5 separate regions of the Mus musculus genome follow, and all the other regions are linked to region 5. Evidence: chromatin contacts called from public HiCAR-type, HiChIP or PLAC-seq and promoter capture Hi-C data. All regions are on one chromosome and are shown on one strand. The core of a region is the stretch at or near the end of the contact, and the rest is flanking DNA. Distances in the headings are between cores, read along the strand shown.

Region 1 (5,570 bases), core at 2,433-4,932, 460 kb before region 5:
TCATAAAGTTTCTCTTTATTGTGACCTCTTCATGTTGAATGAGCAGTGCCTTCAAACAAAAGGCCCTTTCACATGTGCCTACATCTATAGGGTTTTTTATTTTTCAGTACTGGGATTTTTTTCCCTCAAAATAAATGATGAAGTCTGCCTTATAATTTTTCTGTCTTCTGTATCCTTGACGATTACCTCCCCCAAATGGGTATCTGCAATCAAATGTAAATTCTTCGTGGAGATTCCCTCATGTGTTCGGCGTTGTTGGCCAGGTCCTTCTGTGACAATTCCTGGTTCTGGGAAAAGAGAAGCTTCAAGTCTGGAGCCCCTTAGAGCAGCTTGCTTCTTCTCCCTCCTTACTAGTCTCTGACTCGGGTGATGCTCTTGAATATTTCACAGTCTTCATATCCTGCCATTCCACTTCTCAGGCCTTCCATTCTGGAGCCCCATAGGCCTTTCTCCCCCAGTACAGCGATCTTCTGTGATAAATCTTTTCCAAAGCCGTTCTCTGATAGCACAGCATCCTTAGTTGCAGATTTGGTCTCTCTCCAAGTCTGGGGGAAAGAAGAAAAACAAATCAACTTGCTTTTATGTCCTAACCTGGGGAACTCTCACTAAACAGGGTAAAAAAAAAAAAGCATAGACTTATAATGAACATATAGTTTCACTATTTAACCAGAAACTTGACTATTTGATATTTCCTAGAAAAACAGACAGTAGAATTGAGGGAAGGTGCAGTTGAATAGAGGACCACAATGACAAATGCATATATGTATGCATACGTATTTGTATGTAAGATACATTTGTCTCAGGCTGGCCTCAGAATATGGAGACAACCATGACCCTGACTCTCCTATGCTCACTCCCAGAGTGCTGGGATTTAGTCATGCACTGCTGCAGCTAGTTATATGGTGCTGGGGGTTGAACCCAGGGCATGTACGCTATCATCCGAGGTACAAGCTACTCCTATCTTTATTTTAATCTTATTATTTATTTTTTAGAGTAGCAAATCCAGTGAGACTCTTCACCATTAAAAATCATACAGGAAGAAGGCTGAAGAGATGGCTCAGTGGTTAAGAGTATTGGCTTCTTGTTGTAGGATATTTCATCACATTATGAACCCCAAGATTGTGTTATTTACTGAAAACACCTGTTTCTAGTTGTGGTGTGTCTCAGCTTTAGCACATACCTTTAGTCTGTCTGTCTGGAATATAGACATACCCTTAGTATATAATATCCTTATACTTAATATATAATATCCTTACCCATAATACTTAGTACCCATAATCCCCCAAAAATTAAAATAAAATTATTTTGTAGAAGGAAGCACCCATGTTCCAAAGTGATATCGAATTGAGTGGCAGACAAAGTGACGAATCAGAGAAAGATCTGACAGAGTAGGATCTGTCCAAGTCTCACAAGAAGAGAGAGGAAGGGGAAGCTACTTGAGGGGCAGTGCAGAGCGGGAAGAGGCAGTTTAACCAGGGGAGGTTTACGGAGAGAACAGGCTAAGCACAGGTGAGTCAGAATGAGTCAGACAATGAGGAGCCAGTGCTGTACCAGGAATGCTCGTGAACCCTCAAAGGACCACCAAGGAGCCCATTCCAATGTAATCGAATTAGGGTCTCTTTATTTAAGCTTAAGCTTGGGCCACACTACCATCTCTGACACAGAAGAATGGGAGGAGGCCCAGAGCCCAGTTTCAGGCAAGCATTTATAGAGGCAAGAATGGGGTATTAGCCAGGTACACATTTGATTAGGAGGCCATTATGGCCTTTAACATAATTGGCTGGTGCTGAAAGTCAAATCAGAAACTTAACTTCTGTTTTCCTCCTGATTGGTGGTTGTTAGGAAGTGAAGTGTCAGGGGCAGGCTTGTAACCTGGGGGGTGTAGATTTGTTAGGGAACAACCTGGAAACTGGTGCTAAACTTAGGTCTTGTTGGTGGATAACCTAGAAACTAGTGCTAGATGCCTGTTTGTTAATTAGCTTGAGTTGAACCTTAGGTCAAGTTCTCTAAGATGGAGTCTGAACCCAGAATATTTGTTCTCTCACCAGAGGACCAGAAGAGATCGACACAGTTAGTTTGAGGCTAAACAGCAATTCAGGAGAAGCCCAGAGAAGCCAGTGTGAATCAGTCAGCTCGGAGAGGAGTTTGAGCCAGAACAGCCGAGTTAAACCACCCAACCGAGTTCAAAAGGAACAATGCCAGCTATTGCCACTGCTCTTGGTTGCTTCCAAGAACTTGACAGCGAGACCCTAGTGCTGAAAACACCATACATTTTGATTATTAGAACATGGAAAAATCAGGTCACCATAGATAGCAAAAAGGTCACCAGATGTCAACAATATCCACTCCAAGTCTTCTGGGGGTGAAAACCAGGTTTTTATTTCCTGCATTGAGGAGGTGCTCGGGTGTGTTTAGCATTCCTGGCTCCCTAGTGCTCAGTGGTTACACGGGCCTTTGTCCCCCCAACAGAGAGCACTTTCTTTTACACATAATAACTTTTATTGGGGTGGCCCCATTTTTTATAGGTCAAAAAATGTGGCTCTGGTCTCAGTTGAAGGAGTGTGGGTGAGGCAGAGAAGCTTCGAGATTCCAGAACAGTAGATGCCCCCCAGACAACGCAGCAGGCAGGAACCAGTAGACCCCGACTTACCAGGGGTCCAATTGCAAACATCCCAGCAGCCATCTCTGCTTCTGCTTTCTGAAAGGGTGGCTGTCCTGCCGAGAGGAATGTAGGGAAGAGTGGTAAACCGTGCAAACCAGTCCTGCCTTAGAAACTTCAGACTCACCACGCAGGAACCCTGAGACAGGGCTCCCATGAGGGAACACAGGGATGAGCCCCATGAAACACAGGGAAGACCCCTGCAACATCAGTGAGATCCAACTTGTCTCTCCCCCCCGCCCCCGGAGATCTAGGGTTCATAAGATTATTAAATGTAGTCACAGCTGGTTGGTCTGACATTGCACAAGCAACTTTAAAAACACATTCTCATTTAATCTTTACACTAATCTGATGGGCATTATTATTCCAATACACAAAATTTAAAAAGTTCTCTAAAGCTGTCTCAAAGAACAAAAGTGGCCAGTGCTAACCACCCTTGCAGCATCTTATCCCTTTAACCAAGACACAAGCCACACAGCTAGACACAGTGTTTAGCCTGTTTGTGACCTGAAGTTTCCAGAAAGAAAAAAGAAAAAAAAAAAAAAAAAAAGACACACCTGTGTTAAAGATTGTACAAACAAGGCGGATCGATTAATAATAAACTTTAGTGATTCTGGAGAACTGGAATGTTGTAGCTCTGCACCCTTTCTTCGTCTACCTGAGTTTGACTTAACATCTACTCTATGAGTATTAGGTAAATTCTTTTAGAAACTACAAGAGTTTCTTCCATCTACTGCACAATTATCAACAGACTTAAGGAGAAACCTCACTTGTGGTTCCCGTATCAGTGCATTTAAAAGTAAAGAAGGAAGGGTGCACGCTCTGGCAGCGCTTACAGCACCCTGGACCAGTCCAGCATGTCCCAACCAATGCACATTATTCTATTCCACGATCGTGCCAGGGAATGACAAATGGCTTAAAAAGGGATCATTTGAAATGGCTTAAAATCAGCCAGCCAGTGCAAGCTGCCCGGTGAAGGAATGCAGCTCAGCTCTCAGGCTAAGCCATCTCCGGTGAGGCTGGCCTTGGATTGTCCACCCTCCTCTCTGACGCGGTCCGCTGCTCCGGCCCGGGTAGGGCTGAGGTCTTGGTGACGCTGCAGCTCTGAAGCTCCGCTCCACCAGAGGGCGCAGGGGAGACCTACAGCATCCCGCCTCTGTGGCCCAGGCCGCTCTCCTCAGGGATGGGAGGGTCCGATAGGCTAGGTCCGGATCGGCCAGGCCGTGCACTCACGAAGGGAAAGCGCACCCCCGTCTGCACCCGGGCAGAAGTACCTGGCGGCCGCTGTGTGCCCGGCAGAGGGCGCTCGGTGAGCACGGAACCGCGCCGCAAGGCGGCCAACGTTAACCTTCATTCAGAGACTCTTCATTTAACCTTCCTCGCGATTAAGAACAGTTTACTGATTATCAACCTTCCGCGCAATCTAAGAAATACAATCACATTGGAATGTTTGTGTCTAGAGGCCACGGCCGTGTCACTCTCTAGCACTAGGAACCTTTGGCAAGATCTTTTCTAAGGTCACCTCTGTGTTGCTAAAGAAAGGCACCCAGAGAGCAGAGAGGCCACCTATAAAGTCTCAGAAGCCAGGAGAGTTGGTGAATGTCCACACTTTGCTTGGCTTTGAATTTCTTGATTGGAAAACTGGCGATATCTATCTACACTATCATTTTTGGTTCTTTAACTTTCCTGACAGGGATGAAAATATGCTAAAGGGGTCTGGTGCCAGCCAGTGGGGAAACTTAGGTCCGGGAAAGAGATTTCACACAGTTCTGACATCATACCGGTCCATCTTCTTTCTACAAGAGACTGGATCTTTGATGATGGACAGGTTCACACTTTGACCAGTCTGGAAGTGTATCCTGGGACTCAGGAACCCAGGAGCCACACTGCTCAGAGGGGAGAAGGTTATCCCGATGGAAGAGCATCCCGAGACACCCGGCCCAGGAACCACACAGCTCTGAGAGGAAGTCTCCTCAGCAGAGGCATTGCAGCTCCCAGGAGAGGGTCTCCCCAGCTGAGCCGAGTTGCTCACGAGGCTCACTCAGCCTTGCTCCCCTTTTCTCATTCTTCCCTTCTCTTCATTGCTTCTTGGCTGCTTCTGATAAGAGAGTCCCACCAGACAGCAAATCTCAGGAAAGAGATCTAGTGGAAGGATGAATCCAGGGAGACGAGGGACAAATCCAGGGGTGGCTGCCACTGCTCCCAGGAGTGGACAGCAAGAAGTTGAACCAAGAGCAGGGTTTACACAGCTAGGGGCGGAGCTTTTGGGGGGCGGGAGGAGAACCCCCACAGAGATTTCCGGATTGAGGATTGGTAGGATTTCAAGTCCTGAGCTTGGGGGAGCTCAGGGATTGGTGGGTTTCTCTGTTCAGGGATTGGTAGCTTTTTTCAGCCCTCTTTCCCTGCGTTGGGCCCAAGGGTTAGGATGGGAAGATCTTCCAGGCCACAGGCCACACAGGTTGAGGTGCCATCAATGTGCGGCTGAGCTGTTTTTTGGAAAGGCTGGAGAGGAGGTGCTGCTCCCTGGACAGCTCCTGTGATCGCTGCAGGCTGAGGCAGGAAAGGAGTTGCGACTGTTTTTACAAGTGGACTACAACCAGAACCATTCTCTATTTAAACTTAAACATGTCAGGACCCCGAAGATGATCTTGGGGTACGGGTGTCACTAGACTTTTATACCTTTTCCCAATGTGGTCACATTGTGTCTGTATGTTGCGGGAATGCCACTAGAGCTCTTTATTTGTTCTCATGTGACTGCATCGAATAGATCCCACTGGCCTCTTCCCTCCACAGGTTCAAATGGGGCAGGCTAGAGCCAGAGGCCTCTTAAGAATTTCATCTTTCAACTCACTGTAGCGGTGCCAGCGATCCGTCCCACAAGTATTCATTTTAATTCGTATTACTTAATCTC
Region 2 (5,955 bases), core at 100-2,599, 260 kb before region 5:
ATCCTTCAACTCATACTGTAGTTCCCTTAGCCTTGAATTTGCAATCCTGCCTCAGTCTCCAGACCTGTGCCTGGGATGAAAGGTTGGTTCCCTTCTGAATTTTCCCTCAATGGCCATGCTCTCTGTTTAACTAGTAGCGTGCTATCGACGGGGCCCTGAGGATGGACAGCCGGCATGGAACCTTGCTTGATGACTTTGGCAAAGTTAGCAGGTGGTATCACCCATCCACTAGTGGGTTTTGGGCAGAGAACGGGAAAAAATGGAAAGAAAGCTTGGGATCAGGAGAACGCTTTAGAGGAGATGTGAGTCGAAGGGAGGGTTAAATGCAAAGGCATGGAAATGTTATTGAGAAAACCAGCGGAGAGGGGGCTGGGAGAAGATGAGGATCCTGGGTCAAGAGTGCAGGGAAAAGACACAGAAAATGGATGCTGGTAGCTTCTCCTTTGCCGAGGGCCCTTCCTCAGCCATAATTGGACAATACTGTAAGCTACAGGGCTGCCATTCTGGATAACTCCCATAATCCCAATAGCCCAAGAAGGGACAGAAACTCCTTAGAAAAGCAGCCAGTACTTTAGTAGACTGATGGCACAGAGCACACGCTTATGAATATTCATTCCCTCCTGGGTAACAAGGGCCAAGTTTAGGTCAGGAGGCAGCCTCTGCTTTTGAAAGGCTTAAGATCTCCTTGGGACACAGAGAAATGACTCTCTTAAACCTGCAGGCTTGCTTGGCCTGAGACTTTCAGTCCCCAACCTCCCAAATGCCACCTCCATTTTATCCCTATCCCCACACTCCCTGAGCATGCCACTAGAGAAAAATGAGGACAGTGAGGACAATGCCTTGTCTTAAGGTCACAGAGCTAGTAGACTGAGGACTTGAACCCAGGACCATCTGACAGCAGCATTCCAGCAGGGAACATGTGATGTGTTTGACCTCCGACTCTGGCATGTTTAAGCTTTGAATATGGCTTGGCCTGTTCCTCTCCGACTGTCTCACATGTACATTAGCCAATCAAGCCAGCCGGCTTTGCAACTCAACTTCAACTTTCTGGCTACCTCGCTCCCCCCCCCCCCTCCCCCCCCCCCCCCCCCCCCGTTTGACAGACACACCAATCTTTCAGATGCTTCCCAGTTGTAGTTGTCCTCAGGCCGCTTGTATATCCCCCATGGCAGAACAGTTTAGGAAGGGAAGCACCCAAGTGGAGAGGAGGCATTTCAAGTGGGATGGACTACATGGTCTCTGATGTTCTCCAGTTGCCTCCTCCACAGTGACCTCCCCTGTCACCATCCACTACAGCCCATCGGAAACCATGTGGCCCATTCCACCTTGAGAACTCAGAGGGTGGAGCCATTGTGGAATGTACTGGGAAGTCACTGAGCAGGGAGAAAAAGCAGGGCCAGGTTCCAGCCAGTGCCTGGCTGAAGCCAGACAGCAGGAATGCAGGGCCGGCCAGGCCTATGCTTGCAAAATATTTGCCTACTTAGAATTGGTTTTCATTGTTGATTTATAAAATAAATGTTTGCTTTATCTTTGTAATTGTAAATTTTGGGAGAACATGGAAAAGAATGACTTTGTTTGAGGTTTAGGAATGTACTTTGGGCCTGGGGATCCTTCCATGTCAGTGGCTCATGCATCTTTGGGTCAGTGCAGGTGCCTGTGGCCCATCTGAAATCTTTGTAGTCTCACGTGCCAAGGACCGTCCCTCAACCTGACTCTTTGTCAGTGGCCATGCCTGATCTTCTCCCTACTCCATTCCACGACCTCTGCCTGATGCTAATGAGGCTAGCCGACAACACTAACTCCCACCCCAACCCTGTAACCCCGCTCTAAAGCTGTCATCCTACTCAACAGTGGCTATTCTATACAGTCTTCCATCTCTCTCCTGTTAGCAATTTTTGTTCTATTCTTTTCCACTCCCAGTCTTTTTCCCTTCTCTGCCACCCTTGTATGTTTAAAAGGAAAACATTTTAAATTAAATATATGGCCCAGCAAGATGGCTCAGTAGGTCAAAGCACTTGTTGCTAAGCATGAAGATTTGAGTTTGATCTCTGGGACCCAGGAGGCAGAAGGAAAGAATTTGCTCCCTACTGGGAGCCTCCCAACCTGGAGAGGGTAATGGCAGGGTAAGGAGTGGGGGTGGGGTGGGGGGGGTGGGTGGCGGTGGGGGGGGCACAGAGTAGGACTCTGGTGTGGTTTTAAAGTCTGAGGGTCTCCGGATATTCTAGCTCTCTAACTATACTGAATTGCTGGTGATAACTTCTAAAAAAAGTCCTAGAAACTTTCTTGCTCTTTCTGAGGGTAAAAGGCTGCTAGCTTAGGTGATTGACACCCGTAGCCTAACAACGGGGTGGGGTGGGGTGGGGATGGGGGGATTAAGTAACGTGGCCTTTGTTCTATTTCAGCAGGAACTTCCTGGCTCTAACTTTCAGGCTGCTAGTGGGAAGTCGCAGGAAGAAAAAAAGGAAATTTTGAAAAGTGATTATAGTGTTTATTACTAAGTTGTAAAAAGTTTCCTATTAAAGCTATCTAAGAAAAAGGGGAAAAGCAGAAAGATCCTAAGAGGAGCAAGGGAAAAATTCTACTCTAAGAGGGGAAAGGGAAAACATTTTTCTAAGTGGAAAGGGAAAAAAATATTCTCCTCTAATCTCTTTGTCCTCAGTACTTATACATCTTTCAGAATACACGATCACATGTTAAAAAGTTCATCACACATTTACACAAAAAATCAAATCATAAATTGAAATAGAAGTTTACAATGTAGAATGTTCACATGAATATTCATTAGGAGTAATTATATGGCTAAACATCCATCACCTGAGCAGGTTCATTGAAAGTCAAAAACCATAACTAAATTATTAAGTTAACTAAGTGAAGTTTTGTATATGTAAACCCAGTCAATATTTTATCTTCTGTCCTAGCACCTATACTAAATCATTAATTCCCTTTTTATGACCTTTGGTTAATTGTTTTACAACCTTGGAATGTGCTCTGAGTAGGAGAAAGTCTGGTGACTAAGAGCAATTAACTGGTGACATATCAGAGACTGACAGAGTTCTCATTGCAGTTTTGACTATCAGAAAAGGACCTAATAGCAGTCCCATTATAAAAGAGATTAATAATCACTGTTATAATTTTAGGAATTCTTTAAGGATCATCATTAAGACTTAAGAAGTTATCTATTTGTCTATATAGCATCACTATAAGACAGTACATCTTCATAGAACTGCAGAGATCTGCTCAAAAGGATGAGCTAATACCTAGTAATTGTTATATATGTTTAATAATAACAGGAAAAGCACATTAATAGCAGGAATCTTTGCTAAAGTGAATTCTCTTAGGGCCTTGCCAATAAGAGCAAATCTGTCACGGATTAATCCGAAGGAGACCATCTCAGGAAGATCGCCTGCTAGTTACTAGCTTGTCCTATTATGGCTCCTGACAGCTCCCAAAGTTCAATGAGTTCCTCATGGCTTACATTCTGCTCCTGAGTTGGGGTTAATCTGTCTCTTAAAAGTCTAGAAAAAGCCGGGCGTGGTGGCGCATGCCTTTAATCCCAGCACTCAGGAGGCAGAGGCAGGTGGATTTCTGAGTTCGAGGCCAGCCTGGTCTACAAAGTGAGTTTCAGGACAGCCAGGGCTACACAGAGAAACCTTGCCTCAAAAAACCAGAAAAAAGAAAAATGATGATGATGACAAATTAAACAAAAGAAAAAAAGAAGTCTTGTTTTGTTTGTTTTTCAAGACAGGGTTTCTCTGTTGTAGCCGTGGCTGTCCTGGAACTCACTCTGTAGACCAGGCAAGAAAATACATTTTAAAGTGTGGTCGACTACCTTATAAGAAGGCCAAGAGGGAGCAGCAGAGTGATTGACTCCCTTGGTTCCCTACCTCCTTCCTTCCCCTTAAAATCTGCTGGCTGAGACACTGTCTCAAAAATAAAACAAACAAACAAACAAAAGGAATGAAGAAGACAGTGGAGAAAAGGTTTAGCAGTTAAGAGCCCATACCACCGGGCAGTGGTGGTGCACGCCTTTAATCCCAGCACTTGGGAGGCAGGCAGATTTCTGAGTTCGAGGCCAGCCTGGTCTACAAAGTGAGTTCCAGGACAGCCAGGGCTACACAGAGAAACCCTGTCTCAAAAAACCGAAAAAAAAAAAAAAAAGAAAAAAAAAGTTTAGAAAAATGAAACAGAAATTGAAACTAAGACAGGCATTTAACATATTGCTTTCATATTGCTATCTGAGCGATGTAACAGCATTTACCTTGAGAGCTGGTGTCTTTCGGGCTTTCTATTCAGTGACCTTTGCCTGTTTTGCTGTTCTGTTCTGTCACTGTCTTGTTATGACAGCCTCATAGCAGACTTTGAAAGCCAGGCACAAGTTCACTCACCCTGTGCCCCGCCCCTCCTCACCTTTTCCACTCTCAGCTTTTGCCATGACCATAAACAGTCTAAGACAGTTTGCCAATTTCTCCATAAAGAACAACAATCCAAGTATGATTTTGGTTGGTATTGCACAGAATCTTTGGGCCACATGCAGGCGAATTGACCTTGTTTTGTTGTTGGGTTATGTTTTTACAACAATCATGACCCATTTCTCTATTGCGATATTAGGTTTTCATCTTGTCTTTCAGTTAATTTTATCCTAGTTTTTGAATTCCATTCTATCACTGAATGTCTTTCTAGAATGTTTTTGGTTGTTGGTGGTGGTGGTGAAAAAAAGGAAAAAGCAAGCATTTTAGATATGTCAGCCTTGTGTTTGCCGGCCTTGCTGAACACACTAATTCTGTTTGTAGATTATTTTGTGTTTCTACTTAGGAAGTCACTGTGTACACATTCAAAGCCCCATGTTAGAATCCGACTGACCCAGATCTGACTTTTAATTTTATCATTTACTAAATGTACCACTTGGGGGGAGTGACTTGCTTTCTTCTAAGGCCCATTTTCTCTGTCCACAAAATGTGATTTGTAGTGAAGTTTAATGAGATGAGGGCACAGGGCCTCATCCATGTTTGAATTTTCTTGTTCGTTGTCTTTGTGCCCTCAGCTGCCTTCTGCTCTGGCCTTGTATTCTAGCTGCATTCTGCACAGATGGCCCATCAGCAGCAGCTTCAGTGGACACCTTGTCCTTGGATTTCATGACAGATCTATGGCCTTTACACCTGTCCCTTTGTGCACCACTTTTGCTTGACTTCTTGAGATGACATGCCTGACTCTCCCCCTGCCTCCCTGGTGGGCCCCACTCAGTCTTTCCTCATGATTCTCCTCACCGCTCATGCCTAAAAAGCATCCATTTATGACCCCTCTACCACCTGCATCCAACAGAAACAAGAGATAAGACAATCTTCATTTTCTACCAAGTTTATAGGTCTGAAACTATGACCACTATCCCAAGACCCAGGTTCATGGAAAGCAGCTGCTCACCAGAGCTTGCTGCCTGGATGTTCTACAATGCTCAGTGTGTAACTTAGCATTCTGTCTTGGAACCTGCTTTTCCCTTTCTGATACTTATTCCATCATCTAAGTCAGAGACCTGGACCCTCCTAGGGCCCTCACACTCCTAATTAATGGCGACCACACTTTGTCCCTGTCCTTCTTTCTTAGACTCTTTCCCTTGTTGGGAAGTAGCTTTTCAGGTGCTTCTAGCCTTGCCAAGGTCTCTGTTATATTGAAGTTAAGATTGCATTGATTTGTAATTAGACCGGAGAAATCTTCCATATATGCTGTGAAAACTACTTTCCAGATCTTGGGGACTGAAATTTACTTCTCATTTCCAAATTCACCTGGCTTTGAGATGGCCTGTCTTGAGGTGACTTCGGACTCTGGGTACCTTCCATATGGTGGCTCTTTGATCTCTTAGGGATCTTGGATTCCTTTGCTTCTAACCTATGAATGGAGAAAGAAACACAGTGATGGTTAAAGATTTTAATGAGACCGGTTTGCAGATAGGGAGGGCTCAGA
Region 3 (6,184 bases), core at 790-3,289, 480 kb before region 5:
TGCTGGCTAGTCTTATATTAACTTGACACACAAACTAGATTTATCTCAAAGGAGGGAACCTCTATTGAGAAAATGCCTTTATAAGATCGTATAGGGCAATTTCTTAATTGGTGATTGATGGTGGAGGGCCCAGTTCATTGTAAGTGATCCATCCCTGGGCTGGTCATCTTGGGTTCTAGAGAAAAAAAGTAGGCTGAAAAAGCCATGAGAAGCAAGCCAGTAAGCAGCACCTCTCAAGGCCTCTGCATCAGCTCCTGACTCCGGGTTGCTGCTCTGTTTGAATTCATGTCCTGACTTCCTTTTATCATGAACAGCAACATGGAAGTGTGTAAGCCAAATAAACTCTTTCCTCCACAACTACTTTTTGGTTGTGGTGTTTCATCTCAGCAATAGAAATCTTAGTAAGACAACCTCTTCTGGGACTTCTTCAGGGATCCCAGCCCTGCCACACAGTGCTAAGCCTCAGATGCTCGCTGTGACTCTTTTATGCCATCAAAACCAGTACCATCTGAGTGACTCTTACTCACTAAGCTTGGCAGCCAGAATGAGGTATAATCTTGTCTCCCTCTGAAATATAGCTTCTTGGGCAATTTCTTATTCACCTCAGTGACACTGGTTTCTTTTTAGTCACAGCTGACTATTCAGTTCCAGATGACCAGACACCAAAGATTCTTCACACAAAAGGCCAAGTTTGCGTTTCTCTCCTGCTCTTAACATCCTTCTCTTCCTAGCTCCTACAGAATAGCTCACTGAGCTTCCAACACTCAACGACTTTTCTAGCCTAAAGTTCTAATGTCCTTCTACGATCTTCCCATAACAACATGGCCAGGACTGTGACAGCAATACCCTACTTCTGGTTCCAATTTTTGTCCCAGTTAGGGTTACTACTGCTGTGATGAAACACCTTGACTAAAAATCAATCTGGGGAGGAAAGGGTTTATTTAGCTCGTGCTTCCACATCACTGTTCATCATCAAAGGAAGTCAGGGCAGGAACTCAAACAGGGCAGGAACCTGGAGGCAGGAAGTAGCTCTCAGTCTTATAGAGGCATTTCCTCTATAAGATGACCATAGCTGTGTCAAGGTGACATAAAACTATCCAGCACAAGAATGGCCCATCAGCTCAAGCATTTTTGGTGTTCTCTGCTACCCCTCATACACACAGAAGCAGACTCCTCAGAGTGCAGGATAAACACACAGAATTTACCCTGGTCTTCTTTTCCTCTATCCTTGAATTTAGAATACATTCATCCTAGACACACACACACACGATGTGTGTTTATTGATGGTGGTGTTAGAAGCAATAATTTAAGGAACCATGAGCAGAATGGTTAATTTCTAACTTGTTGAAAACTTATCACCTTGCAGAAAGAAATGTTTCAATATCCAAGTCACTAATATTCCGGATGTTCTCAGCAACAGAGCAAATTTGTGATTACTGGGACAAACTGGAGGTTTCCAAACAATCTCATAGGGGCGGGGCCAAGGCGATCTATTTATCTGCCTTGCATAGTTTGCTCTATTCCCGGAGCAGAGAAGACAAGCCTGTTAGGCTGTGATTGGAGGCCGTCTCAGGAGCTTCCTCAAGTGTAAACCGAAAGCACTATCCACCTCTCTCAAAGCCAACCTCACAAGTATCCTGACACGGAGAAGAACCCACACGTACTTGTTTGGGGCTCCAACTCCCAGCCTAGCTCATCCATAGTCATGCATGCCCTGAGGAGATGCGCCCGCCTTGCCTCCAGCCGCCTCCCCTTCCCAGCCTGCCCCGGGCCGGCCTCCCCGTGGACATTCGCGCTCGGACATCAGTACCTGTCACTCGGGCCCCGTCGGCGCAGCCCGGGCAACAATGGCGGCGGCGTGGCGGGAGCCTCCGTGGCAGGCTCGACTCAGAGCTGCATCAGGGGCTCAGCTTCACCGCTTCTCTCCCTGGGAGGAGCCGGGAGCCGTCAGTACACGCTCATTCCAGCCGGGTCCCCAGAGGCCCCGGCCGGAACCCCTAGCTCCCGGGCTTCGCAGCGACCTCGCCTCGGCGCCACTGCGCATGTGCTAGTGGAGAACGCTGCTCGTCCGTAGAGCCAATGGGAAGCCGAACCCGAGCCTTCCCATCCCGAGCCCCAGGCCCTGGACCTGTCTCTATGGCAACCTCCTCCACCCATCACCGTGACTTGCCTGTTAGCTACAAGGTTTCGACCGGAACTTTAAAGTTTACCTGGGCAGAGACAGGCCTGGCAGATGACTTGGATGTCAGGGCTGCAATAGCAGTACCTGGGAAACCATTTGGAGAGTAAAGCCGGATTCTTACAACGCAGAAATAGACAGGCATCAAGTATGTGGCTTGTAGGGAGGAAACCCCACAGTGCTCTTTCTAGATGGACTGTAGTGCATAATTCCTAATGGCTCTGATTGTCACCTCTAGAATCCGACACTGAGACCTCCAGATTCAACTAACAGACAAATTCTCTGTCTTCAGCATTTCTCTTAGCTCCTTCTGTTCTGTGGATTCTTTGGTTTGTTTTTTGATGGCATCCTGAACTTCTTGGACATCATAATACTCATTTTAAAAAGTCCTTCTTGAATTTAGGTACAGTAGTCAACCTCGTCTCCCATCCTTGATAGTCTTTCTTCTGCCTGGCTGAGTCCATTGGTGATGTTTCTATTGTTTTTCTGTTCCACTCACTGAGTTTTTTAATTTTTTTAGCATTTCTGTGTGGGCTCCCTCCCTCCTCAAAATACTGATTTCTTTCCCTGCTTATGTTCACAAAACAAACAAACAAACAAAAAAACAAAACAAAAAAACCAGGTTAGATTCACTGGGCCACCAAAACCAAACACAAAAGTAGGAGAGAGGTGGATCTCTGTGAAGTTTGAGGCCAGCCTAGTCTACACAACCATTCAAGGCTAGCATGGGCTACATAATGAGAGGAGGAAAAGGATGAAGAAATGGATTAGTGGTTATGAGTGCTTATGATTCATACAAAGACTCTGGTTTCAGTTCCCAGCACCCACGTGATGACTCAAAGTCTGTAACTCCAGTTCCAGCGGCTCTGATGCCACTTTTGACTTCCACAGTCTCCTGTGATACGCATACACAACACACACACACACACAATTAAGTAAATTCTAAGAAAAATAAATAACATTATTATGTACAGCTTTGAAAATAAGTGTGAAATACCAACCAGTCAGTAGTAGGAGAAAAGAAGTCAAGATCAGGGCAGTAATTAATGTTGATGGACATTAAGCTGACTCATGTTCCTTGTGCTTGTGAAAGGAGTAACAACAAACACAGATGTACAAGCACATGCACAGTAAAGTGCAGATGCCTTTAGGTGTGTGCCTAGGAGTGGTATAGTCAGGTCATATGGAAGATTTATTTTTTTATTTTTGAGACAGGGTTTCTCTGTGTAGCCCTGGCTGTCTTGGAACTCACTCTGTAAACCAGGCTGGCCTCGAACTCAGTAATCCACCTGCCTTATTTTTTATTTTTATTTTTATTTGATAAGCCTCTGCATTGATTTCCATAGTGCCTGAAGCACATTACATGCTCACCAACCATGGATAAGGTAGCCTCTTTCTCTGCAACCTTAAAAGCATTTGTTGACGTTTGTTTTCTTCCAATAGCTATTCTGACTGGAGTGAGATAGAATCTCAAAGTAGTGTTTTTCTGATGGCTAAGGAAGTCAAACACATTAAAAAGTGTTATTGGTCATTTTTATGTCTTCTATTGAGAATCGAGTTCATTGGCCCATTTACTGCCTGGTGTTTAATTTCTGCACAGTTCTGTATATAGTCCAGACTAGTGGTTCTCAACCTGAGTTGTGACCCTTTGGAGGTTGAATGACCCTTTCACAAAAGGTTGCCTAAGACCATTGGAAAACACAGATATTTACATTATGATTCATAACAGCAGCAAAATTACAGTTATGAAGTAGCAATGAAAATAATGTTATGGTTGGGGGTGGGGTCACCACAACATGAGTAACTATAATAAAGTTTCACAACATTAGGAAGGTTGAGGATCAGTTTGTCAATTTCTGAGTCTAGTTTCTGTGCCATTCAGAAATTTCTTGCATAAACCTGTATCCCAAAGTTTTTCTTCTATATTCCTTTAGCGGTTTCAACAGTTGTGATTTTAAGCTAGGGCCTTTGATGCCATTTGAACTGATAATTTGGTTTGTGATGAGAGATCTGGATATAATTTTATCCTGAAGGTGAGTATCTAGTTTTACCAGCACCATTTATTGAACAGCGTGTCTATGCCTGTACCCTCTGTTATGTTTCATTGATGTGTGTTTGTTTTTGTCACTATGACTCTGTTGCGTATCTTGAAGCTAGGTCATGTGATAATTTTGTGTCTTTCTACTTATAACCGATTTGGCAATCCACGGTTCTTGCATTTCCATATGAACTTTATGAGAGGTTTTTCTGAGACAACTCTATGGTTATTTTTGTAGTTGTTGCACCAGTTTATACTCCGACTGTCTTAGCTCGGGTTACTGTTATTGAGATGAAACAGGAGGCAGCAGACTGGAGCTAGAAGAAGTCTAATTGTGCGTACAACATTGGGGACAACATTGGGGACAGGAGAAGACAAGGTTGGATACTGATCAAGTCCAGGGGTGGCCTCATCGGCCTGGGCTTCGTGGATACTGCGGAGATACAGGCACGTGTTGGACTCACAAAGATTAGCCCCACATCCTGAGCTGACACATAGATTCTTTGGGTGAGGATGAGGTGGAAGCACACAGGATAGGGTAGGGAGGGACTGGCTAATCTTGGCACAACAGCAGCATGGGTGTCCTGCTGACACCCCCCCTCCCCTGGCAGGGCGCAGACATCCAAGTGGTCACTTCCCAACCTCTCCTGAAGGCAGGAAGGGGGAGGGAGAGCAAACTCAGAGCAGGGAAGCAGTCATCAGCAGGGACCTTTTCTGGGTGGAGGGAGGGAAGAGCATCATGACAGGATGAAATGTGTGAGAAGCTGGGGGCTGGTGAGATGATTCAGCGAGTAAGAGCACTTCCAAAGGTCCTGAGTTCAAATCCCAGCAACCACATGGTGGCTCGCAACCACCACACCTGATATTTATTTTGTTTTTGTTTTTCTTGAAATGTTTTTATTATTTTTCTTAATTTTTTATTATTTAAATGCATTGTATACATCAAACACCAATAATATTGAGTATTTTGAGAATCAAATAATACATAAAAATTTGTTCAACTTTTATATTCACATCCTTTGATACCCTAAAAATATCACTAATGAATACTTAATACCATCCATAATTGAGGATTCTGTATCTAATGTTCAATACTAAATTTTTTCAAAACACACAAAATATTCTTTAGGGCCGGGTGTGGTGGCTCACGCCTTTAATCTCAGCACCCAGGAGGCAGAGGCAGGCGGATTTCTGAGTTCGAGGCCAGCCTGGTCTACAAAGTGAGTTCCAAGACAGCCAGGGCTATACAGAGGAACCCTGTCTCGAAAAACCAAAAAAAAAATTATTTAGGAATTAAACATAATAAAAGAGCATAAAATATTAAAAATGAATCATTAAGAAATATATTTAAAAGCCCTTATATGATAACACCTGACACAGTGAGAGAGTATTTAAAATGCATTCTATATCTGTGTACAATTGTCTAGCAATCAGTTTACTTAAAAAAGATTATCAGTGTTTCTAGAGAGAAATTATTTTATCAGTAAGTATATTTAAGAAATTTCAAAATAGCAAAAACTCTTTGAAGTTAAACATTAAGTAAAGGCTAATTTCAAGCACAGTGAGAAAAATTATCAATAATATTTGCATGATGTTTGTAGAACATGATTTTAATATTTTCAGCTGTTAATATTCAACAAACAAAATAATTATTTTAAGATATATTTCATTGTTATGTCTCCCTTTTCATTTCTGATTTTACTAATTTGGATACTGTCTCTGTGCCCTCTGGTTATTTTGGCTAAGGGCTTATCTATCTTGTTGATTTTCTCAAAGAATCAGGTCCTGGTTTTGTTGATTCTTTATATAGTTGTTTTTGTTTCTATTTGGTTGATTTCAGCCCTGAGTTTGATTATTTTGCGCTTTCTACTCCTCTTGGGTGTATTTGCTTCTTTTTGTTCTAGAGCTTTCAGGTGTGCTGTCAAGCTGCTAGTGTAAGCTCTCTTCTGTTTCTTTTTGGAGGCACT
Region 4 (6,187 bases), core at 2,214-4,713, 290 kb before region 5:
CTAACTTGCACTGAATGTTGGTATGGTGTTGGGTGTGGCTTGCCCAAAGGTCCATGTGCTAGAAGCTGGGTTCTTGGTGTGGTGATGGGTGGGTGGCATGTTGAGATATCTAAAAGTGATACTTAGGCGGTCCTCAGGCTGGTCTCTCCTTCGCTCTGGCTTCCTGTGTGTCTCTTTCTTTTGCATGTTTTTCCCCATGAGGTGATGAAGACAAGGGATTCTCTCATCTGAGAAGATGCCATGCTGTTTGGATTTCTAGTCTCCAAAGTTTTTTCTTTTAAGTACTCAGCCTCAGTCATTCTTGGTATAGTAACAACAGCGGCCCAACCTATGCATGACGTTGACTCAGAGGAGTAGCCGTTCTTCTTCTCTTCTCCCCTCAAAATGGCAATTGAATTAATTTCTAGGTTTTAGTCCTTCTAGAGAAGCACTGAAGGGGAAGGGGGAGGGGCAAAATCCCTTTATAAACCACAACAAATCACTGTACCTTATTGAAATAAATCACTGTCCTCCACTTTAAAGGTGATTTGATATACACTCAATACATTTTTCTGTGGTTATGAGCATCTGCTATTCTTGCAGAGGACCCAGGTTCAGTTCCCAGCACCTCCTGTGGCAGTTTACAACCATCTATAATGCCAGTTCTGGGGATCTGATGCCCTCTTCTGGCCTCTGTGGGCAGTACCTGTGGTATACACACAGACAAGTGCACACACATACATACTAAAAAAAAAAAAAAATCCCCAAAAAACAAAAATTAAAAAGTGCATTTTCTGGGATTGGTTCTTTATCTCAGTGGTAGATTTCTTGCAAGATCCTGAGTTCCATCTCCAGCATTCACCCTGTCTAAAAGGGAGTGCATTTTTCCTCCTCTCTAGTTATTGGCACTGCTTTCCAGAACTATCTAACTCCCTCCCCCTCGACTCCTCAACATAAATCCTGGCTGAAAGCTCACCCTGTGCTCTTCAACGATCTTCTCGGTTTTTCATTTCTTATTCAAGTGAATCTTGGCCTGTTCAGAAACCACAGGATTTCACTTATGCCTTCGATCTGCCCTGCTTGCTCCTTCTGTGTCACCAAACACCAGGAGCTGACAAAGACAAAGATGCCGTTAGCCAGAAGAAAGGGGGCATAGCATTTTGCATGTTGAAACAGTCCTTTCTGTAGATGTCTGCATGAGAAGCCTGTGCTGGTAGAGTCACATGCCACAGGGCCCCTCAGTCCCTGGTTCTGGGCTTCCTGGCAGTCTCAGCATCCTGGATGCTCAGCCAGGTCTCCCTTGATGGAGCCTGGACTGTGCTTGGGCTTCATACAGCTGTCAGGTCTGGTTTTCATGCTACTCATGGGGCCCCAGGTTGGGCCTCCTTGCTTGGCACTGGAACTTCATTCCTGGCTGTCTTATGACCTCCCCAGCCCTTCTCTCCCCCAACTGCCAAGAGATCTGATTCCATTTCCAAGACCTGGCATAACCCACTATATTCACAGCCTCCATACCACCCTGAAAACCCTTCCAATAACATTTCCTTAACTACAGTGGGCGCTTTCATTTCCTGATTTTTTCCTTTAAATTTTCCTGCTGACTAGGTGTTGCCAGACCGGTCACTTAAAAGTTAATTTACAGAGTCCCGAGCTTCCTTTAGGGAACACAAGCTGAGACGCCAAAATCTCTGTTTTTCAAAGAATGTGATGTTAAAAACCACCCGGCTGGGTCCCAGACTGTAATTTAAAAGAAAAAGAAAAGGAGGAGGAGGAGGAAGGGGAGGAGAAGGAGGACAGAGTGGGGGAGGAGGAGGAGGAGGAGGAGGAGGAGGAGGAGGAGGAGGAGGAGGAGGAGGAGATGACAACGATGATGACTACTACGAAGAACCACCACCACCACCACTACAACCACTACCGGAGTGTCCATGGGTTGAAGCGTTTTGATTTACACACCATTTTCTCCCAGATAATCCGAATTTTTCCAACCGAGTACATCACGCCAGTTACAAGAAACCATTCCTGCCCCACCTTAACCGCCTCCCGCCTTCCTTAAGCTTCTGGAAGCTGCCAGCAGATGGCGCTAGCCCACCTGATTTTTCCTTGTGTGGCCTTGGGAGTCAGACAGGGAGGTAGGTGGGGGAGAGGCCTGAAGTCAGAAGAACGCTGAGCCCAGGCCAAGATTTCTTCTGGCATCTGGAATGCATTAAAAACAACCCACAGAGCTGAATATAATTCTCCTTCGAAGAGAGTGGGGTGGGGAGAGAAGAAGAAGGAGGGAGGGAGAGAGGAAGACAGGAAAACAGAGCGGGGAGGGGAAGAGGGTTGAAAATGGCAGCGACAGGCAGAGAAGCCCGTGGGTCATCCTGGAGACGTGTGCCTCATCTCACTTGTCCATGACAGCTGCCAGCATTTCTGCTCTGGGTGAACAGGGCGACATGGTTGAGAGGAGGAAGCAAGCGACAACCAGAGGGTTCTGATAGGATGGTGGGAAGGGATTCCCAGCCTTCTCCAGCAGGCTCCTCCTCACTGGCTTGGCGGTATCTGCTCTTGAGGGCGCCTCCTCTGCACGCAGCCCTATCGGCTTAGAGCACAGCATACCCGTGCTTATGGAGGCTGTGAGCAGGTTGAATTCCAGGGACCGATCGGCCTTCTCTGCCACTAACCCTCACTCCTCCAACTTCCAATTCAATTTCCTTTTCTCCTGGGCCTTGACGGAAATAGTTTTTAATGGTTGCTCAACCGTGCCACCTAGTGCTTAGCAGATTCTGTGTGAAGAGCAAGCAAAAGACAGTGGGGACATACCATCTGGGAAGGAGGCAGCTAGCTGACTGTCAGTGGGGACCAGTCTTGGGTTTGCAGACCGGTTCTTCTTTTTACTCCTGATACCAAAGGACAAAGACACCCATTCCGCTAAGCTGGGAGAGAGCTGGGCCGGGTTGTGTCTGTCCACTGGGAGGCCATGCCGAGGTACTGAAGAGACCGTGCAGAGAGCTACCAGACAGAACTACCAGGCTGGGCTAAGCTGCCTCTGGGTGTCCTTTGTCCTTCACGGGAGCAGGTGTTGGGAGTCTGATTCTTGGTAAGCGGTATTGGGAGGTGATGTGGAAACTTTAGGTTCTACCTAGTGAGAAGGCTGCCACCGTGTGGTTTGTCCACCAGTACCATAGCACCCACCAGGAAGCCTATACTAGATGCTACCATCTTGTCATTGAACTTGTGAAACCTTGAACTAAAGAAATCTTTTTCCATAATAAGGTATGCAATCATGGGTGTTTCGTTTTAGCCACGGACAATTAACTACTAGTACAACCACCCTGTCAGACTGTCTAATTTCCATGAATTTAATCAAGGACATGGGCCACCAGGAATGGTGCTTTCACATACAACAGCTACCAGCAGGGTCTTAGAATCCTCCTGGCAGGGCTTGCTGAGTGACACAGCTGAGCCCCCAGCCTAACCTTGGAGCCCACTGCCATCTTCTTGCCCTTGTAATCCTACCAGCTGCCCTCCTGGCTCTTCCTGCTCCGGGCTTGCTGTCAGCCCCCTCATGCCATGCCACCCTCAGCCCCACCTCTCCTCTCCTCCTGCTCAGCCTCATGTAGACGTCTACAAAGAGCTGGCAGTGCTTCATGTTCATGTTCATTCTGGGGTCAACTCAAAGTAGTGACTGGCACCACGGACTGGAGCCAGTGTGAGAGGTCAGATCTTGTCCACTGCTGGGTAATTTGAGCCCGTTGTGTAAGCTGTCATAGCCTCAGTTTCCTCATAGGAAAAATGGGATGATGATAGCAGCTATGCCATTGGGTTGTTTTGAGGGCTGAGTTGACACATTTAAGTTGCTTACCCGGGACAAACACTTGATAATGGTTGCTGTTGTTAATAGCTCCCCTTTTCTCAAATCTGGTTGTCTTTAAGGAGTTCTGCTTTATGGGAAAGGGAATGTGGGTGGCTGTGTTAGTCTGTGCCTGGTCCTCTAGACTGATAGTTTCCAAACAGCAAAGTAGGTTTGGAAACATGTAACTACTCTCTTAGGATATATGAGGGAGCAGGGGACTTAACTTTCTGTGGCAGAGTTAACTGTCTATTCCCCAAACCCCATGACCTTTTCCCTCTTAGACACAAGCTAAACTACATTTCCTAGCCTCCCTTGTGAGACTTCATTCTGTGCAACTTAATCAGAGCCTCTGTGATACCAGAGTGCTGCTCGCTGTCCAGTCCTCAAGGCTGGCTTCGTCTCCATCTTTCATTTGATTGAAGAGGACACCAAAGTTCTGGGAGAGATGAGACAGAAGGGTCCCCTGTTCAGAGGGATGAGAGAAGCAACTCCAAGCAAAGAAAGACAAACTTTACCCCGTTAAGCCCATAAAATGTATCTTAGGATCATTTTATACTAAGCCAACGTGTTAAAATAAATTTTGCGATGTTATCTGTTAATTTTTCTGTCTTAGGGTGTTCAAGTTTTAATATGTATCGAAAGATGAAGAAGTTCACATTTACAAGTCAATGCTCAACATTTTAATAACGTATGAACATCTGGGGTCTCCTCTCTGTGGTATTTGAGTGACTTAAGCCCTCCTGCAGGCAGGTGCACACACAATTGGTGACCTTTGGAAACACTCTGCCATCTTTTCATTTCTCTGTGTGACCTACTGTCACCTGGAGAAAGCTCAGGGAAGATGATCAAGAAGTCAAGTGAAACAGTTTGCCGAGGGTCTTAAGTGGGTTGGAGGAATAGCTTAGCATGTCCTGTAGGACAGTAGAGTAAGTATGGCTGACAGCAGTTAATTTCACAATAACACAGGGGATTTTGAATGTTCGTGATGCAAAGAAATGATAGCTTTTTAGGGTGGTGGCCTGTGCCAACCGCCCCCACTAACCATTATATACCAATATCACGATGTCACGCTAGATCCCATTAAAACGTAATTATACTAGCAATGGAGGAAAGCAGACTGGGAATTAGAACACTAAAGAGTTTTATCTCTGATTCTAACTTGGTAACTACAGGCAGGGGATGTTTCCAAGTCCTGGGTGTCCAAGTCCTTGTCTTCAGAATGTGGTTTCTCTGCTGGATGGGTCTACAAGCACTTCTTATCTCTAATGTTCCACGGACTCTGTCGACGTCTGGTTTCAAGTGGGTGTGAGCTTCCTTTGGGACTAAGAGTTGAACAGCTTTAAAGCATCCACAGTGAAGCCCTTGCTCTGCCCTGCTTCTGGCTAAGCTGCCCCATGGAGACATTTCCTAGTTGCTCTCTGGGAACTTGCATCTGCATGGGCAACTTAAGACTGGATCTGAGATGGCCTGTTTTCTCCCATTGAGAGGGATCCATGGGTCCTCAGAACTCCAACTTCTTGTAGCTATCTCCTCTTTCCAGTTCCTGCTCCCACACTGCTTCCTGTGAAGAAAATTCTTGTGTTCCTAAAGACCCCAACGCCCAAGCTGTCTGTTCCAAGGCGATGTTCTGAATTCCAGATGTTTGTTCTCAATGGCCTCCAAACATCTCTGAGGCCAGCATGCTCCTGGCACAGCCGTAGAGCATGTGTTCATATTCTAGTTAGGACCAAAGTCAAAGCAGGAGTGGCTGTCCTCAGGGTTGAGATTTTAATATGATGCTAGAGCCTCGGTGTGAGCACTTCCTCTTCTGAGCTTTGACCAATCCACAGATAAAAAGCAGATTAGTGTGTATGAAAGGAGTTCCATTTTCAAAGCTTGTGTTTGGCTTACCACAAGGAGAGCTGTGCTCATCATAATTATGTCATTGTTAGCATCTTCATTCTGGCTCATTCCAGTTCATTCCAGTTCATTCTGGTTTCAGTTTCACCTGATGATAGAACATATAACCTTGCCAAGCAAGTTCACTTAGTCATTTCAAATATTTTCCTAATTTTCTTCCCCTTAATTTCAGGTCTAGCATTCTTCAACATCTACTGTGTCTCTTGCAGAAATATTGAGAAAACAAAGGTTGGCGTAGTTATGCCACTGTGACAAATTGCCCAGCAAAGACAATATAAGGGAGAAAAAGGAATTCATCTGGGCTCTTTTCAGAGAGTTTAGTCTATCCTACCTGGGAAGGCATGGTGGAAAGACTCCGTTTGTAGTTTGAAGTAGAGGATGCTGGCATCAGAGGTTGAGCTAGAACCATCAAAGGCCTACCCCATCGCTCTACCTCAGCCAGCCAGGCTTCCTAAGGATTCAAAATATCTACAC
Region 5 (5,606 bases), core at 1,626-4,125:
ATGAGTACAAGGAGGGAATACATGTGTGCATGCCTGTTGTTATGTGTCTTTGGGGGATATTTGGAAACATGCATGTACACATGCACGCACTCACACACATATGTGTGTGTGGGTGGGGGAGGTGCGCACGCATGCTCATAGCAGATTTTGGCAGAGCCATTGTATCTGGCATGAATTCTGGGGTGAAGGTACCTAGGCTTTGAAATAGCCTTTTGTAAATCGTCTGTGATTGCTATCTGAGGTTTTATGAGGCTGCTTCTTCTGAAGAATTCATAAAGCCTTTGCATAACTTAGTCCTGAGACATTCCTGGCAAGCTAAGAAGTCTCCTCTGGCTGAGAATTGCTTAGGTAATAGTTCCTTCAGACAACTCCTAGATCAGATAAGAGGTTTTGGTATGCAGAAATTGGCTTGCTAAACATGCCTTTTGTGTAACAATTAGGAGGCTCTGCAAGCAGGTTCAGAGTTTAGTCTTGAGAGGTGGATCCCCCAGCTGCTGAGAAGCCCAAATCCGTCCTGCAGTGTCTCTCTTTCATTGATCATCCCATGTAACCCAGAACACTGGTATGTGTGCACATGCATGCATATGCAGAGGAGAAAGACTATAGCTAAGAGTTTATGGTTATTTAGCAACCTATCTTCTAAGTCCTACAGGCTGGATTATCTCCTATAGTAAAGCTGCACAACATGCATGCTAGCGTCCTTCCTGGTATCACTTGTAGCTAAAGCAGGGCACGGGTCGATAGAACAGAAAAGAAGCTCGCTTGAGGCTTCTGAGAATATTCTTTTAATAAAAGAGATACACAGAAGAGAAAATGCTTCTCTTTCTATCAGGTTAGTGCTATGGCAAATGACCAGGAAATGTGAATAGTTGATACATTGATGATGGGTGGTGATGATGATGGTGGTGGTGGTGGTAATGATGATAGTGATGATAATGGTGGTGATGATGATAGACTTGAACTGGCATATGGTCTTATTTTCCAGCCATTTCTGAAGAAGTCCCCTGACTGGTCAGCTCTTGTTATAACTCACTAAACAAAGCCCATTCCAAGTCATGATAGTAATGTGTGAGTGTGTGTGTGTTGGTCAGATAGGTTCTGTTCTGTTCCATTCAGAGATGTTCTACCTTGACCACAGCCTCCATCCCACAGCTCAGCACATCTAAAGGGGTCAAGGTATTCGTGTAAGATATAGTTTGCTTTGAGAAGAAGCCTCAGCCACTGTAGACCACTGTGGGTCGTGGGAACTGTGTGCACCCCTGTGTACCTCAGAGACTCTGAGCCACAGCAGCCTCTAAAGGAGGATTCAATGTAGGAGGTTGAGGCAGGGGAACCATGAATTCCAAACCAGCTTGGGAGTTCTACAACTACATAATGAGCTCATCCACACTACATAATGAGTTCAAGTCCAACCTGGGTTACAAAACAAGGCCCCATCTCAGACGGAAAAGGTTTTTGTTTGTTAATCCACCCGAGTCTTGGGAGGGTAGATTGTGCTGTAAAAATCCAGGTCAGGGGAATGGTGACATGTGTGGAGATTAGAGAGTCAGAAAGAGAGCTCCAAGCATGGGACCTGGGGTAAGTTGGGGTTCCAGTTTGCATTTTGCACAAACATTGTGCAAATTGTTCACAATTGTCCATTTTAAAAGATCTTCCCCCTCCATAATTTCAAGAAAAAATTAGAACAGCGATGATTTTTACAGAGATTCCCCTATTCTCTTCCTCTGCAAGCTTCTTCCTTACTTGGTCAGTACCTCTCCAGGAGAGTGGTGCGGTGTACAGGTAAGAAAAAGAATCCAGCCTGAAGCAGATCTTTACTCCTTGACAAAGAGTTGCATTCTGCAAATGCAGTACCCAGTCTGTCCACTGGGCGGCGGGTACAGCCACGCAATGTCCAGGGCAGGTTAGCTGTGGCGGGCTGAGTGGAAAGGCTTTCTAGGAAATGAAATATTTCTGCTCTGCACAGCTAGCTCATGGTCAATCTGATGGTTTTGTTTGTTTGATTGTTTGTTTTTGTTTTTAAATTTGCAAGCTCCTAGATACTTGAACAAGCCTATCTCTGCTTATAACATGAAAGAGACAAGCAATAGAGCGATGTTAAGAGATGAGAGAAGGTCCCCCAAAAAGCGGACAGCTGCAGGCAGCTCCATTGGAACAAAAGACCAGGAAGAGTCTGGGATCCACTTGTCCGGCAGCCCACGGCCACCTAGGCACTCTGGGTAAGTTAGGGAGACCACAGTATCAGGGACCAGCCAGCTAGAAAATTCCACCACAGCTGACTAACCAACGGCTTATTTATGCAGTTTACATGTGAGGTATGCATCTGGCCTGCTAGGAAGGGAAAAGAAAGTTCAGAATTGAGAATAAATATACGTTAATTTTTTAATTAAAAAAAAAAACAACAACCAAAAAACATTTTTTTTTTCCTTCTCAAGTCAATTCACACTAGGCTCTCAGAAAGTTAGACCTTCAGGGAAGACCTAGCTTGCCAGTGGATATTCATCCATGAGAACCTACTCTTGAGAGGACGTTCGATTCAGTTCTTCATCGTGGTATATGTCATGGTATATGTCCATAGCTCCAAGTCCTTGAATGGCCCAGGAGTAGGAAAAGAGACAGTATCAGCGTGCTCAGTGAGTGCTGGCGATGGGCGGAGTTCCGGAAGTGTGCGCCTTCCTTCAAGCATTCCGCTCTTCCGACTGATGACAACCTGCCAGGCTCCAGGGATGCCTCCATAACAAAGCACCTCGCGGACTTTGTGTTTAAGTGGGAGGTGCAGACTGAGGAATACAGCATCATCCAGTGAGAGTTAACTGCTCCAGAGGCGGTTGTGCGGGCAGGAAGAGGCCAGTGTGTGTAGGGGTGGGGTGGGGGTGGGAGGGAGAGTCGAACATTTAAATGTTGCTCCAAGGCATCTGCCTCAGAGGATATCCCTGCTGGGTGAGGTCACTGGGTGAGGAAATCCCGCCCTCAAAGCCTCTTGCCCAAGCTGCTGATTTCACTTGCGCATGAGTTTGATCAGCACACCGTTCGATCAGCACAGAGGTCTGACTGCATGAGGCATCTTTATTAATTGTGGACTCTCAGAAATTTCTACCCAGTGAGTTAATGAGAGCCAGGGAAGCGCTGGCTCTGCAGTGAGCCTTAGGTTAGTGCAGCACTCAGGTTCACAACATGTAGGTCAGGACCCCTGGGGAAATCAATGACCCTTTCACAGGGGGTCCCTAAAACCATCGGAAAACACAGATATTTACATTATGATTCTTAACAGTAGCAGAATTAGTTATGAAGTAGCAACAGAATTAATGAACAGAAGTTCATTGGTGTATATCTCTCTATGAAGTCATGACAAGCCGAGACCAGAGAAGAAAGCAAGGTGCACCAATGCCAGGGTGTCATCAGTGAAGACCAGCAAGGTGAACCCCAATAAAGGCTAGCAAAGTGAACCCCGATAAAGACCAGCAAGGTGAACCCCGATAAAGGGCAGCAAGGTGAACCCCGATAAAGGACAGCAAGGTGAACCCCGATAAAGACCAGCAAGGTGAGCCCCAATAAAGACCAGCAAGGTGAACCCTGATAAAGACCAGCAAGGTGAACCCATGCCAGAGCATCATCCACTGTCTGTTGGCTATACTTACACTTTTTAAACATCACATGTGCTCTTAAGTCTCTGCTCCAGCAAACATCACATGTCCTTTCACCAGACAGCTTCCAGAAAAACACCACATGACACAACTGAATCTCCAACAAAACCAGAAAATTCCACTTCACCCAGGGTCAGGCTCAGGCTTTTTGTCAGTTTTCTCTCTTGAGGGTGAACTCAGGGGACCCATGAGAAATATAGAAACTCTTCTGAGAGAAGCCCCCATGACCTAAGGACGTCCCATTAGTTGTATCTCTTATAGGTCCTATTCCCTTTTAACATTGCCACAGTGGAACCAACCTTCCATCATGCAAGCTTTGAGGGACAAACATGTCCAAACACACCAATGCTTACCTCAGTAAGGAGCAAAGAGTTGCTGCATCCATTTATACTGGCAGCAGGTCATTTGTTTTGAGTGTTTCTGAACAAAGCTGTCAGGAAGTTAATGTGCTCTGTTCAACTGCACTTGAGTTGAGTCTGATGACCCCCCACCCCTACCCCAGCCAGATAGCTAATTTTAGAATGCATGCAAGGCTTTTGAGACTGTCGGATATTCTGAGGCTGGGGTCCCTGAGCACAAGGACATGCTGACCCTTATGATGAGACCACTGAAGGTCATTCCTCTTTTAAGTACCACATGTGTGGATATGTAATCAGCTGTTGGTTATGGCGCTTGAGCCAGTTCTCTGCATAAGGTGAGAGTCGGATAATGGCATGCAGACAGAGCCACTGTGTCTGGAGAACAGCCACATTCCTGAGTTACATGATTGGATCAGCTTCTCTCTCTTCAGCTTTAGCTCTCTTGGTTTCTCCAAATCAGCTGTGTAGTTCCTGAGAGGTCTGTGTGCTGATAGGAAGGCAGGATGTTCTTCATGTCACCTTGTTGTCTGTTACTGTTGGGTTCCTGTGAACAAGAGACTCGAAGATTCTCTCTCTCTCTCTCTCTCTCTCTCTCTCTCTCTCTCTCTCTCTCTCTCTCTCTCTCTCTCTCTCTTTTCATGCCCAAATTGGAGATTATGAAGGCCATAAGGTAAATATATCCAGTATTTAAAAAAAAAAAAAAACTTCAAAATAAAGTCATTGTTTCTCTTCCAGTACTTATGCTTCAATCTAGCATCCCCCAAAGCATTAAAATTTTGTCAGGATTTCAAATGCGCCATTTTACCACAAGAGGGTGTATTTGACCTTTGTCAACAATAAAGACTAATATTTAAAGCCTCTCTTTATAGACAGGGACTTTTCAGAGAGCTTAATATGTAAGAGATGAATTCCAAATGTCATCAAATTACTTAGGAAAGTTCTTCATGTGTGCATGCGTGTGTGTCTGTGTGTGTGCACATGTGTGTCCAGGAAGTCTGTGGATCCTTCCCATGTGTTTTCTGATGACTTGAGAATGGGAACCATATTCTGACAACAGTTCTTCTTCCACCAACAAGTAAATCTGCGGCATTAACAGGAGAGATTGTCCCATAAAGAAGACAAGGGTTCTCATTTGGAATCCATTAAAAAATACCTTAGCTCAAGAGTATTGTTGCTAATGTCTCTCCTTTTGTTGCAGGTTTAATATCTCACAGGTGGTGGGTTCAAGACCCGTAGCATCAAGTCCAGGGTGCCTTCTGTTTTACACATCCCTGTTTGGCAATTGGATTTTTAGTTTCTATTCAGATTTCTAACTAGTGTTCTTTTCTTGACACCAAAGGAGACCCAGTGTCCATCTCCTCCCCAGCTGGGACATCTTTGGGTATCATCTCAGGGTGGGATTGCAAGCTTGTGCCACCAAATCACTAAGTGTGCCACATCTTATTCCTTTGTTGTTTTTATCCATTTGCCCACATCTATAATGCCAGAACGAGAAACGACTTGAAGAAAGTGGGAATTTTGAACTTGAAGTTTTCATGGTTACTTAGTAGGCTGGCTGTCTTGGGTCCGTTATGTACAGCTTATGTGCTACCATTTAGCCTTA

The links. Promoter capture Hi-C pulls out the DNA fragments that hold promoters and counts their contacts. HiCAR-type assays count read pairs that join an accessible place to other places. HiChIP or PLAC-seq counts read pairs in DNA pulled down with a chosen protein or histone mark.
Region 1: an H3K27ac HiChIP or PLAC-seq map of embryonic stem cells shows a contact between it and region 5, with 5 times the contacts expected there. The contact joins the promoter of Zfp286os here to the enhancer-like site in region 5. A contact is called at or near these places in 12 of 39 promoter capture datasets (the 3T3-L1 cell line, 3T3-L1-derived adipocytes, the C10 cell line and 8 more), 3 of 15 datasets of contacts at CTCF or cohesin (the NIH/3T3 cell line and embryonic stem cells), 2 of 484 Hi-C or Micro-C datasets (the N1E-115 cell line and embryonic stem cells), 4 of 115 datasets of contacts at active chromatin or transcription factors (T-cell acute lymphoblastic leukemia, bone marrow-derived macrophages and embryonic stem cells) and 2 of 9 other capture datasets (adipose tissue and embryonic stem cells).
Region 2: a contact with region 5 is called in an H3K27ac HiChIP or PLAC-seq map of embryonic stem cells, with 2.8 times the contacts expected there. The contact joins two enhancer-like sites. A contact is called at or near these places in 1 of 115 datasets of contacts at active chromatin or transcription factors (embryonic stem cells) and 3 of 9 other capture datasets (adipose tissue, liver and macrophages).
Region 3: a promoter capture Hi-C map of embryonic stem cells shows a contact between it and region 5, with 3 times the contacts expected there. The contact joins the promoter of Zfp287 here to the enhancer-like site in region 5. A contact is called at or near these places in 1 of 39 promoter capture datasets (embryonic stem cells), 1 of 115 datasets of contacts at active chromatin or transcription factors (embryonic limb bud) and 1 of 9 other capture datasets (adipose tissue).
Region 4: a HiCAR-type map of embryonic stem cells shows a contact between it and region 5, with 4 times the contacts expected there. The contact joins the promoter of Tvp23bos here to the enhancer-like site in region 5. A contact is called at or near these places in 4 of 39 promoter capture datasets (the 3T3-L1 cell line, cranial neural crest and maxillary cranial neural crest), 6 of 484 Hi-C or Micro-C datasets (the N1E-115 cell line, bone marrow-derived macrophages, embryonic fibroblasts and 2 more), 2 of 115 datasets of contacts at active chromatin or transcription factors (T-cell acute lymphoblastic leukemia and embryonic stem cells) and 1 of 9 other capture datasets (embryonic stem cells).

What each region holds. Positions count from the first base shown.
Region 1 is chr11:62,753,138-62,758,707 of GRCm38.p6, forward strand. Zfp286os (a long non-coding RNA gene) reads left to right here and starts at 3,683. Exons shown (of 3, transcript XR_879919.3): 1 at 3,683-3,968. It also overlaps a transcript of Zfp286 not described here.
Region 2 is chr11:62,953,627-62,959,581 of GRCm38.p6, forward strand. The region is part of intron 1 of Cdrt4 (CMT1A duplicated region transcript 4); the gene reads left to right. Among named protein-coding and RNA genes, the nearest start is that of Cdrt4os2, 5.2 kb to the left of the region's middle. Within about 2 kb of position 1,350, at least 8 of the 459 cell types and tissues checked have an H3K27ac peak or open chromatin away from gene starts, as enhancers often do. A contact at or near this core is called in embryonic stem cells, where this site is marked.
Region 3 is chr11:62,729,857-62,736,040 of GRCm38.p6, forward strand. It overlaps Zfp287 (zinc finger protein 287), which reads right to left and starts at 2,040. Exons shown (of 6, transcript NM_133208.3): 1 at 1,811-2,040.
Region 4 is chr11:62,919,168-62,925,354 of GRCm38.p6, forward strand. Tvp23bos (a long non-coding RNA gene) reads right to left here and starts at 3,464. Exons shown (of 3, transcript XR_388723.3): 1 at 2,069-3,464; 2 at 956-1,090; 3 at 1-430.
Region 5 is chr11:63,211,381-63,216,986 of GRCm38.p6, forward strand. No RefSeq gene overlaps it. Among named protein-coding and RNA genes, the nearest start is that of Gm29851, 36 kb to the right of the region's middle. Within about 2 kb of position 2,876, at least 13 of the 459 cell types and tissues checked have an H3K27ac peak or open chromatin away from gene starts, as enhancers often do. A contact at or near this core is called in embryonic stem cells and trophoblast stem cells, where this site is marked.